Regions from separate parts of the Mus musculus genome. Here all the other regions are linked to region 1. The links are chromatin contacts, called in public Hi-C maps. All regions are on one chromosome and are shown on one strand. The core of a region is the stretch at or near the end of the contact, and the rest is flanking DNA. Distances in the headings are between cores, read along the strand shown. Region 1 holds the start of Sugct (succinyl-CoA glutarate-CoA transferase). Region 2 holds the start of Mrpl32 (mitochondrial ribosomal protein L32). Region 3 holds the start of B3galnt2 (UDP-GalNAc:betaGlcNAc beta 1,3-galactosaminyltransferase, polypeptide 2).

The links. A called contact is a pair of places that touch in the nucleus more often than the background predicts.
Region 2: a Hi-C map of uterus shows a contact between it and region 1, with 5 times the contacts expected there. The contact joins the promoter of Mrpl32 here to the promoter of Sugct in region 1. A contact is called at or near these places in 2 of 39 promoter capture datasets (cranial neural crest and pre-B cells), 13 of 484 Hi-C or Micro-C datasets (B cells, CD4 T cells, CD8 T cells and 7 more) and 2 of 9 other capture datasets (adipose tissue and liver).
Region 3: a contact with region 1 is called in a Hi-C map of uterus, with 7 times the contacts expected there. The contact joins the promoter of B3galnt2 here to the promoter of Sugct in region 1. A contact is called at or near these places in 2 of 39 promoter capture datasets (frontonasal cranial neural crest and pre-B cells) and 4 of 484 Hi-C or Micro-C datasets (B cells, CD4 T cells, cardiomyocytes and 1 more).

The regions. Positions count from the first base shown.
Region 1 is chr13:17,693,376-17,696,075 of GRCm38.p6, reverse strand. Sugct (succinyl-CoA glutarate-CoA transferase) reads left to right here and starts at 1,311. Exons shown (of 14, transcript NM_138654.3): 1 at 1,311-1,437. The coding sequence starts at 1,344. Mplkip (M-phase specific PLK1 intereacting protein) reads right to left here and starts at 663. Exons shown (of 2, transcript NM_025479.6): 1 at 256-663. The coding sequence starts at 591.
Region 2 is chr13:14,611,702-14,614,401 of GRCm38.p6, reverse strand. It overlaps Mrpl32 (mitochondrial ribosomal protein L32), which reads left to right and starts at 1,365. Exons shown (of 3, transcript NM_029271.2): 1 at 1,365-1,510. The coding sequence starts at 1,384. Psma2 (proteasome subunit alpha 2) reads right to left here and starts at 1,160. Exons shown (of 8, transcript NM_008944.2): 1 at 1,087-1,160. The coding sequence starts at 1,127.
Region 3 is chr13:13,953,243-13,955,942 of GRCm38.p6, reverse strand. It overlaps B3galnt2 (UDP-GalNAc:betaGlcNAc beta 1,3-galactosaminyltransferase, polypeptide 2), which reads right to left and starts at 1,269. Exons shown (of 12, transcript NM_178640.3): 1 at 1,024-1,269. The coding sequence starts at 1,138.

The sequences.
Region 1 (2,700 bases), core at 62-2,561:
TGGGAGAAGAAATGGAGGATTAAAGAAGTTTGTATACGAATGTGGTATGCTGGCTGAGAGCAGTTTCTGTGGACAGAGAACTAGAGCTCCGCCACTTATGGTAGTCTTAGATAATTTCTTTACGCCTCAGGTTACTCATCTGCAAAACTGGGCCAACGTAGTATCGGAGGATTAAACAATCCACGGAAAGGGAATGTTTCGTATCACGTCTGCCATCACAGGAAGAGTTCGGCAAACGCTAGCTATTGTCTTTACCTGGGGGTAGGTCTGCTGCTGCCCTGGGGAGTAGCCGAACTGATGCTGGGACCCCGCGGGGGACCTGGAGTAGGAGCCTGGGTAGCCGCCCGGGGACGGAGACCCGAAGCGGGCCCCCGAGAAGTTGCCGCCGTGCCGCGGAGACTGGCTGCTCCCGTACGGCCTAGCCCGGGGCCCGCAGGGCGGAGTGTGGTGCGGACTCCCGTACCCGTCCCGCGGGGAGGGCGGCCGCGGCCCCCCGCCCAGGGCACCCCGGAAGTTATTTCCGCCACCCCAACCTCCTATCCCCGGGCTGGGGTACGGAGGAGTTGGGGGTCGAAAATTCGGTCGGTGCATATCAGGAAACGAAGCCGCAGAGCTCACACGCCGAACGCCTCACCGGAACCTCTGCGATCAACCGCCAGAAGGAAACTGGTATTCCTCTATTTATACACCCTTCCGGCTCCCAGCGGACTACCGCACCTTAGTTCCGGCTGCACAAAGGTTCCGATCTCACCAAGTTTCTGCAAGAGGGCAGGTAAACAGGTCACTCAATGGAAGAATGGTGGGCGTGTCTGAGAGGAGGAAAGACTGTAAAGGGGAAACTAAATCTCCGGCCGCAGCACGAGCACAGTCGTCAACGGTCTTCCCGGAGACCCCCAGTACACGAAGACGGAAGCGGAAGAGAGGAAACCGATCATCAGGCCTTATTGGCTGTGAGGGTGGGAGAGGGGCGTGCGGGTTCCGAAGAGGGCGGATCAGAGGGGTAGGGCCATCCGTCTTGGAGGCTTCCGGGAAGCAAGGAGTGAAGCGTCAGCCGGATTCGGGGGCGGGGCCATGAGCCAAGAGGCGGGGCCGAAGGGTGTGAGGCGAGAGACTCGGTTGAACAGGATCGTCCAAGGGGGCGGGGCCGAGTGAGACTGAGGTGGAGGCCTGGGCGGAAGCGGAGGGCGTGGTGGGCGGGGAAGAGTGCGAGGGCGACCAGGGGGAGGGTCTTTGCGGAGGGGGCGGGGCTGGCGGCGGGGCCGGGCTGGCTGGGGGGGCGGGGCTGAGGGGGCCTAAGGTCAAGGAGGGAGGTCGCGGGGCGCTCTCGCTGGGGTTGAGGGGCGATGCTGTGGATGCTGGCCAGGGCGGTGGCTTTTCGGAGACCCGGCCGAGGCCTGGCCGGCGGGAGGGGGCTGTGGACCGGCCGCCCGCAGTCAGGTACCTACTGACACTGAGCGCTCGGGCTCCCTGAGGGGAGCGCTCGCGCCTCGGGGGCTCCTGTCGCAGGGCTCATGGCCATGGTCGTGCCCTGCTTCTCTTTTCCACCCCTGGCTTCTAATCCCCCAAGGTTTGGTAACTTAGGAAACAGCACCTCCCGCCAAAAGCTGAGTTTTAGAAAGCAGACTGCTGCCTTGAAAACTTAAGCGAGCCTGTAGTAATTAATGCTGGACTTGAACCCTGCGTTTACGTTCTTGTAAAATGGAAGTTGACGAGGTTAGGAAGTAGAAACAGAAATTTAAAGGGGAAAAAAAAACCCACGAAAACATACCCCAAACTTAAAAATCTTGTAATTATAAAGAAACGGGATAATTAAAAAATGCTATCTTCTGCATAAGATACCTGTCTTAGACATTCCTGTAGAAGAGTTTTGTGGTCTTTCCCTAACTCCTTCAGATACTAAAATCAACTTGGGATTTTAGGACTCATCACATTAGACCGTGGATATGTGAGGGGGTTATTGGTTTAGATTTTTGTGTGTGTGAGTGTATTGTTTGCGTGTATGCACATGCACCATTTAACGTACCTGATGCCTTTGGAGATCAAAAAAGAATCAGATTTCCTGGAACTGGAGAAAATTGTGGTTGTGAGCTACCTTGTGAGTGCTGGGAACTGAGCCAAATCCTCTTGAAAGAGCAGTAAGTGCTCTTAACCACTGAGTCATCTCTTCAGCGCCTGGCCTAAGGTTTTCATTCATCCATAGCATCTTTCTGAAGCATTTTGGCCTTCAGTCTCTGACATCTTCGGTGACATAACTATAGAGTATATCCTCAGCTTTATTCTTTATTAATGGAGACATAAACACAAGGGCTTATGGGGGGGGGTGAGGTTGTTTAATTTTTTCATGCCCCTGCTATATTCTTGGATAATTCAGTTCGACTTTTTTTGTTTTGCTTCATTTTGTTGTTTTGTTCTTTGTTTGTTTTTTTGAGACAAGGTTTCAATACATAACCCAGGCTCGACCACATTTCTTATTTCTGAAGACAAATTGTATAATCATGGAGGGATAATGTCATCATCAGGATGTAATGATATTTTAGCGCCTGCACACTACAGCTTATCTAACATTTATATTGTTCTTTACTGGCCATAATTTCTGTTTTATCTTTTCTTTGTCTAGCTTAGAATCTAGCATTTGAGCAGTCATACTTATGAATGTATATTTATTCACACATACATGTCAGTGAGTCAATAATCTGCCTT
Region 2 (2,700 bases), core at 116-2,615, 3.1 Mb after region 1:
GATCACAGGGCTCCCAATGGAGGAGCTAGAGAAAGTAGCCAAGGAGCTAAAGGGATCTGCAACCCTATAGGTGGAACAACATTATGAACTAACCAGTACCCCGGAGCTCTTGACTCTAGCTGCATATGTATCAAAAGATGGCCTAGTCGGCCATCACTGGAAAGAGAGGCCCATTGGACACACAAACTTTATATGCCCCAGAACAGGGGAACGCCAGGGCCAAGGAGGGGGAGTGGGCGGGTAGGGGAGTGGGGGTGGGTGGGTATGGGGGACTTTTGGTATAGCATTGGAAGTGTGAATGAGCTAAATACCTAATAAAAAAATGGAAAGAAAAAAAAAAAAAAAGAAAGAAAATGGTCAAAACACAGTCCTTTGTCTAAGTTCATCCATGATGGTTTTTTCTTAAACAGGGAACAATAGTTCCCCTTAACTGCACTTTGAGAAAATATATATAACTCTTTAATTCTTTCTCCCAAAACATAAGGGTCTAAAATCGTTTTAAAGCAATTTGTTAGTGGATCAAGCAAAATACAGAGGTTATCAGTTTGCATGTGCCACAAAAACTTGACAGGAAATCAGCGCCTTCATTTTATACTTCTTAAGCTTCTACAGGAGCACAGGCGAAACCGAAAGCAGTGTGAGCTTCAAAGCACATCGCTGCTAAACAGAGACTAAAACTAAGATTTAACAGCAAATAAGGATCTCCCAAAAGAAAAAGGACGTCTCACACGTCCCATAAGGAGTCTGGGTTTACAAAGCTCTCGCTCAGGCCTAGCCGGGCCAGTAAAGAAATCCTGGACCTGAAGAGAGCAGCTGAAAACAGACTATCTCAAAGCACCCTTCTCCTAGTCTAGAAGGAGAGCCAGTGCTTAGTGCTTGGCTTGGGGCCTCCCGTCCCTCGGCCCGCAACACGGCCGGCCTCAGCCAGGGCCCAGGCCTGGCACGGAACATGACTCTGCAAAGCTACGAGTCCAGCTCCGTCACCGTGCACTCCTACGCAAACACCAGCCAGGTCCGACACACGGGACCATGTCTGGGGCGCTCCTGTGATCTGCGACGCATGGAACCTGCGGGTCCCCCGAATACCTGAATGTAGTCAGCGAGAAGCTGTAACCGCGCTCTGCCATCTTTACCCGGAAAGTCGGAACACAGCCACGCACATGCGCAGTAAGTATGCTTCCTTTAATTTTTTTTTTCTTCTTTGCTCTGATTGGAGGAGAGTCACCTAGGGGTAGCTGGGAGTTGGAGTTTTTGGATCACAGCGGTCTTTGACCCTTGCGCATGCGCAAGAGGGGCCTGCGCATGCTCTGAGCGAGGAGGCGGGGAAGTGGGCGGACTTAACGCATGCGCTCAGCCCGCGTCCCGCTCTGTCTTGAGAAGATCATGGCTCCTTCGTTGCTGCTGCTTTCACTACCATGGCCGGTGCGTCCCGGACCGCTCCAGAGGTGCTGGGAGCTGCTACAACGGCAACTGCAGCAGAGCTGGAGTCGCTTTGTCAGTCCTCCGTGGGGTCCGTAAGGAGAGAGTTCGTGGAAAGAGGGTTGGTGAGGGCTTCCGGGTTGTAGCGTGGTTTTTGGTTGGTTGATTGGTTCGTTATTTTATTTGTTTGTTTGTTTATTGGTTATTTATTTATTTATTTATTTATTTATTTATTTATTTATTTATTTATTGAAACTGTCACCGTAGCCAGGGTGGTCTAGAACTCACTGTATAGCCCAGGCTAGCTTCGTATTTATTTATTTATTTATTTATTTATTGAAACTGTCACCGTAGCCAGGGTGGTCTAGAACTCACTGTGTAGCCCAGGCTAGCTTCGAGCTCCTGGTATCTTGGGCGTTAAATTTGAGATTGCTGTATTATTTACAGTGTATCGCAAAAGTGATAATGCCCAGTCTGAACAGAGATATATTTTATTATATCTCAAGCGCAGCATAATAAATAATTGTCTCCATGTTCTACCTGAGATAATCATTTCAGTCCATTCGTTGTCTAATAGGCCTGTGCTTGGACAGTTTATGTAGTGGTAAGAAGTCCTAAGAATTGAACGAACGTTCGCAAGTCTGAAGAACATAAGAAAGGGTAAAGAAGTGATCTAAGCAATTTAGAAAAACAAAGGTGAAACACTTGATAATCTCATAAATAATAAATCTTTTCTTAGAACACAGGTTAAGATTAAATATTAAGGAAAAATTTAATGGCTTTAGGAACCTACCAGGTTTAAAGAAAAAGGACCTAACTGGATCAGGATAGTGTGGTACAGATGACCATTGTAGTCATCTCAGTGATGTGAGTGAATGTAGGGAGTCTCGGGATTAGATTACTTGTACACTACTTATTACTGAACTGCAGTGTCCCGGATTATATACGGAGGAAATGCTTAGTAGAGTAGCCTGGCTGCTTTGGTAGCTTGCAATAAGAAAGCATTCCAGTTGAAGTATTTTAAATTGCCTTTTATATGAGCTTTAGTATATTTTAATAGCTGGGGATTATTACTAATGTTTGTTGTGTTTAACATTCAAAACTATTTATGTCAGGCCAGCCATATGGCTCAGTAGTAAAGGACCTTGTTGCTAAGTCTCAGGACCTGGGTCCTAGCCCCATGGCCAGTATGACGTAAGGAGAGAACTAACTCTGAAAGCTGTCCTCTGACCTTACATGTGCACATATACTCACAAACACATATAATTTATAGGTGTGTAT
Region 3 (2,700 bases), core at 20-2,519, 3.7 Mb after region 1:
AACAGATGTTAGGTGGCCAAGCATTTTGTATGTACGGCCCTTTTTTAACTAGTTTGTAAAAGTCTCACAAGCTAAATACGCATATAATGTACTTTCATTATACCACTTGGAAGTCATTCTTTTCAGTCACACAAATAGCCTTTCCAAAAAAATGGTGGTTGTCTAATAGGAAAAGAGATCACTACTAAAATAACCCCAGTGTAATCTGGTAACAGTCGGAGTTTTGAGGATTGCTAAATAAGGTATAAGACTTGGTTCTGTGATGGCTGTGAAGAACTGTTTTAAAACTTTCTGAAAAGAAAACAGCTGTTTGGATATGAAATGGTAAGATAAATCCTAACGTAGTTAAAAATTAAAGCATTACCCTATCTTTAAAATGGCTATAGAGTTCTCGACATATATAAGCATTCCGGGAAAAACTTGAAAATGACACACAGGAGACAAGAAAGTAGTGTTGAGGGTGGCAGGACAACACTGGATACGCACTGTGGGCAAACGCACCTTCAGATTGTAAGGCGAATGAGAACAAAGATTTCATTCCCACGATGGATGAAGTTTGGGAACAAATGTACGCGAAGTTAAAGAAGAATCCGGTATTCTTAGGCTCCTTAATTAGCAAGCTATCCAAGCAGAATACAGGGGCGACTCCACTCACAGCTGAACCCTAGTTCACGTCTAGGTCTTTTCCTGACTCACCTCATGATCAGAGACCACAAAGTACAGTCCGTCCCTCCTCGCTGCAAAGTGAGTCCTGACACGCAAAGCCAACACCGTCAGCACCGGCAAGCTCGCTCCCCCACCCCACCTCGGAGAGAAGCGCCCCAAGTTGTGACCAGGGCCCTCCCTCGACCACGACGCGGGCCGCTGAGCACACGCTGATAAGAAACGAACAGTTGGGTTCGCCCGACACTAAAGAAAGACTCGCTTGTTCCGTCCGTTCTGGGACGTCCGAGCCCTCCCTGTGCCCCTTCAGCCATCCCCCGCGGCCTCCCACGAGCGCAGCGACTCAGCCCCTCACCTCACCTGCCGCGCTGGGCCCGGTGTTGTGGGGGTCCGGCGGGGAACGGAGCCAGAGGTGCCAGAGGTGCAGCGCGGCCCCGAGCACGCAAGGGCACAGCAGCACCAGCCAGTTTCGCATTGGCCGCTCCCACCTCGCGCCCCCGCCGCGCTCTCCCGCGTCCCGGCCAATAGCGAGGGGACCTAAGAACACCGAGTGCCACCAGGAGTGTTCGCGCCCACGCCTGGCGTTGTCTCCGCCGCTCTCTCCTTAGATCCGCACCACGAGCGGCGGCCGCTTCCCGGCCAAGGCCACGCCCCCGCGTGCGTGGCCTTCCCACCCGTTCAGCCCTCCTCGCTCTCGCCCAGCCCTTCAGTCCGCGTCCCTGCACGCTCCTGTCTGCCGGAAGGGCGGGAGCGGTAGTCCCTCGCTGAGCCCAGGAGGGAGGCGTGCCTGAGATTGTAAGCCCGAGAAACTACGTTTCCCAGAGAGCTATGCGTGCTGCTACGCAACGCTGGAGGCGAAGTGCACACACGAAGCATGCGCGTCTCTCATCCGGCCGCGGTGCCTTAGCGGCACACTGAGCATGCGCATCCACCTTCTTGCTAGGGTTCCCCTGTAGTAAAGGCGGGTACCGCACACGGGGAACCTGCACGTTAACTGCTCAAGTTGCTGTACGACCCCCTCCGCTGTGGACATTGCTGCAGGGCGCATGACCTCGAGGAGCAGTTGCCCAGTCGGGGCAGGTTTGTATGGCACCTCAGCGCTCAACGAAATAATAGTGTGCTCCCCTGACCTATCCCATAAGAAGCGCAGCGGGGAGCCTGAGCGCCGAGTAGCAGGGAGTTTCCTGCTTCCCTCTAGTAAGCAACGGCGGGTGAGGAGGACGAGAAACACCGGGGCTTGCTATGGAAAGCGAGGACAGAGGAGAAGCCCGGATCTGGAGGCTGCCTGGGTGCGCACGCGCTCCTCACTAGGGTAACTGTCGGGAAGCACAGAAATGAGAGCTTCAGCTGCCAGATGACTTTGAAAAGTTCCCACCAAGTTGAGGTGACCAAATGTGTGAGGGCTGGGTTTGCAAAAGATCCATCTCCAACCAGCGTTAGGAAACGAGCGGACTTCACTGGAGCCACCTCTCAGGCTCAGCACCATATTGCCACTGAGTAGCGGTTTTGTATTAAAAAAGCAATTGTAGTAACACACACACACACAGACGCCCCCAGTGTCTCACGTAGTTAACAGGAAACTATTCTGCAGAGGATGGCCTTGAACTCTTGATCTTTCTGTCTTCATCTCCACAAGTGGTGCTTTGGGATGGAACCCAGGGCTTAATCCTTACTAGGCAAGCCCTCTACCAACTGAGCTATATCCTCAACCTGACACTGTTAAGATTGACTTTTTTAAAAAGATTTTATTTGATTTTTTTTTTCATTTGTGTGTGTACGCATGTGCAGGCTGGGGGGGGGGGCGTCTATCCCATCCCCTGGAGCTGGAGTTTCCCCGTGTTTGTGAGCCACCCTGTAGGTACTGGGAACTGAAATTGGGTGCTCAGGAAGAGCAGCCAGATCTCTTAACCATTGGGCCATCTCTTCAGCCCCTTAAGATAGCTTTTTCTTTGGCTATTTTTGCAATGTTTTTAATTTCAATTTTTTAATTTAGTTTAATCAGGTAAAAGCTGTGTTCTACTGTACTGTTTTATTATG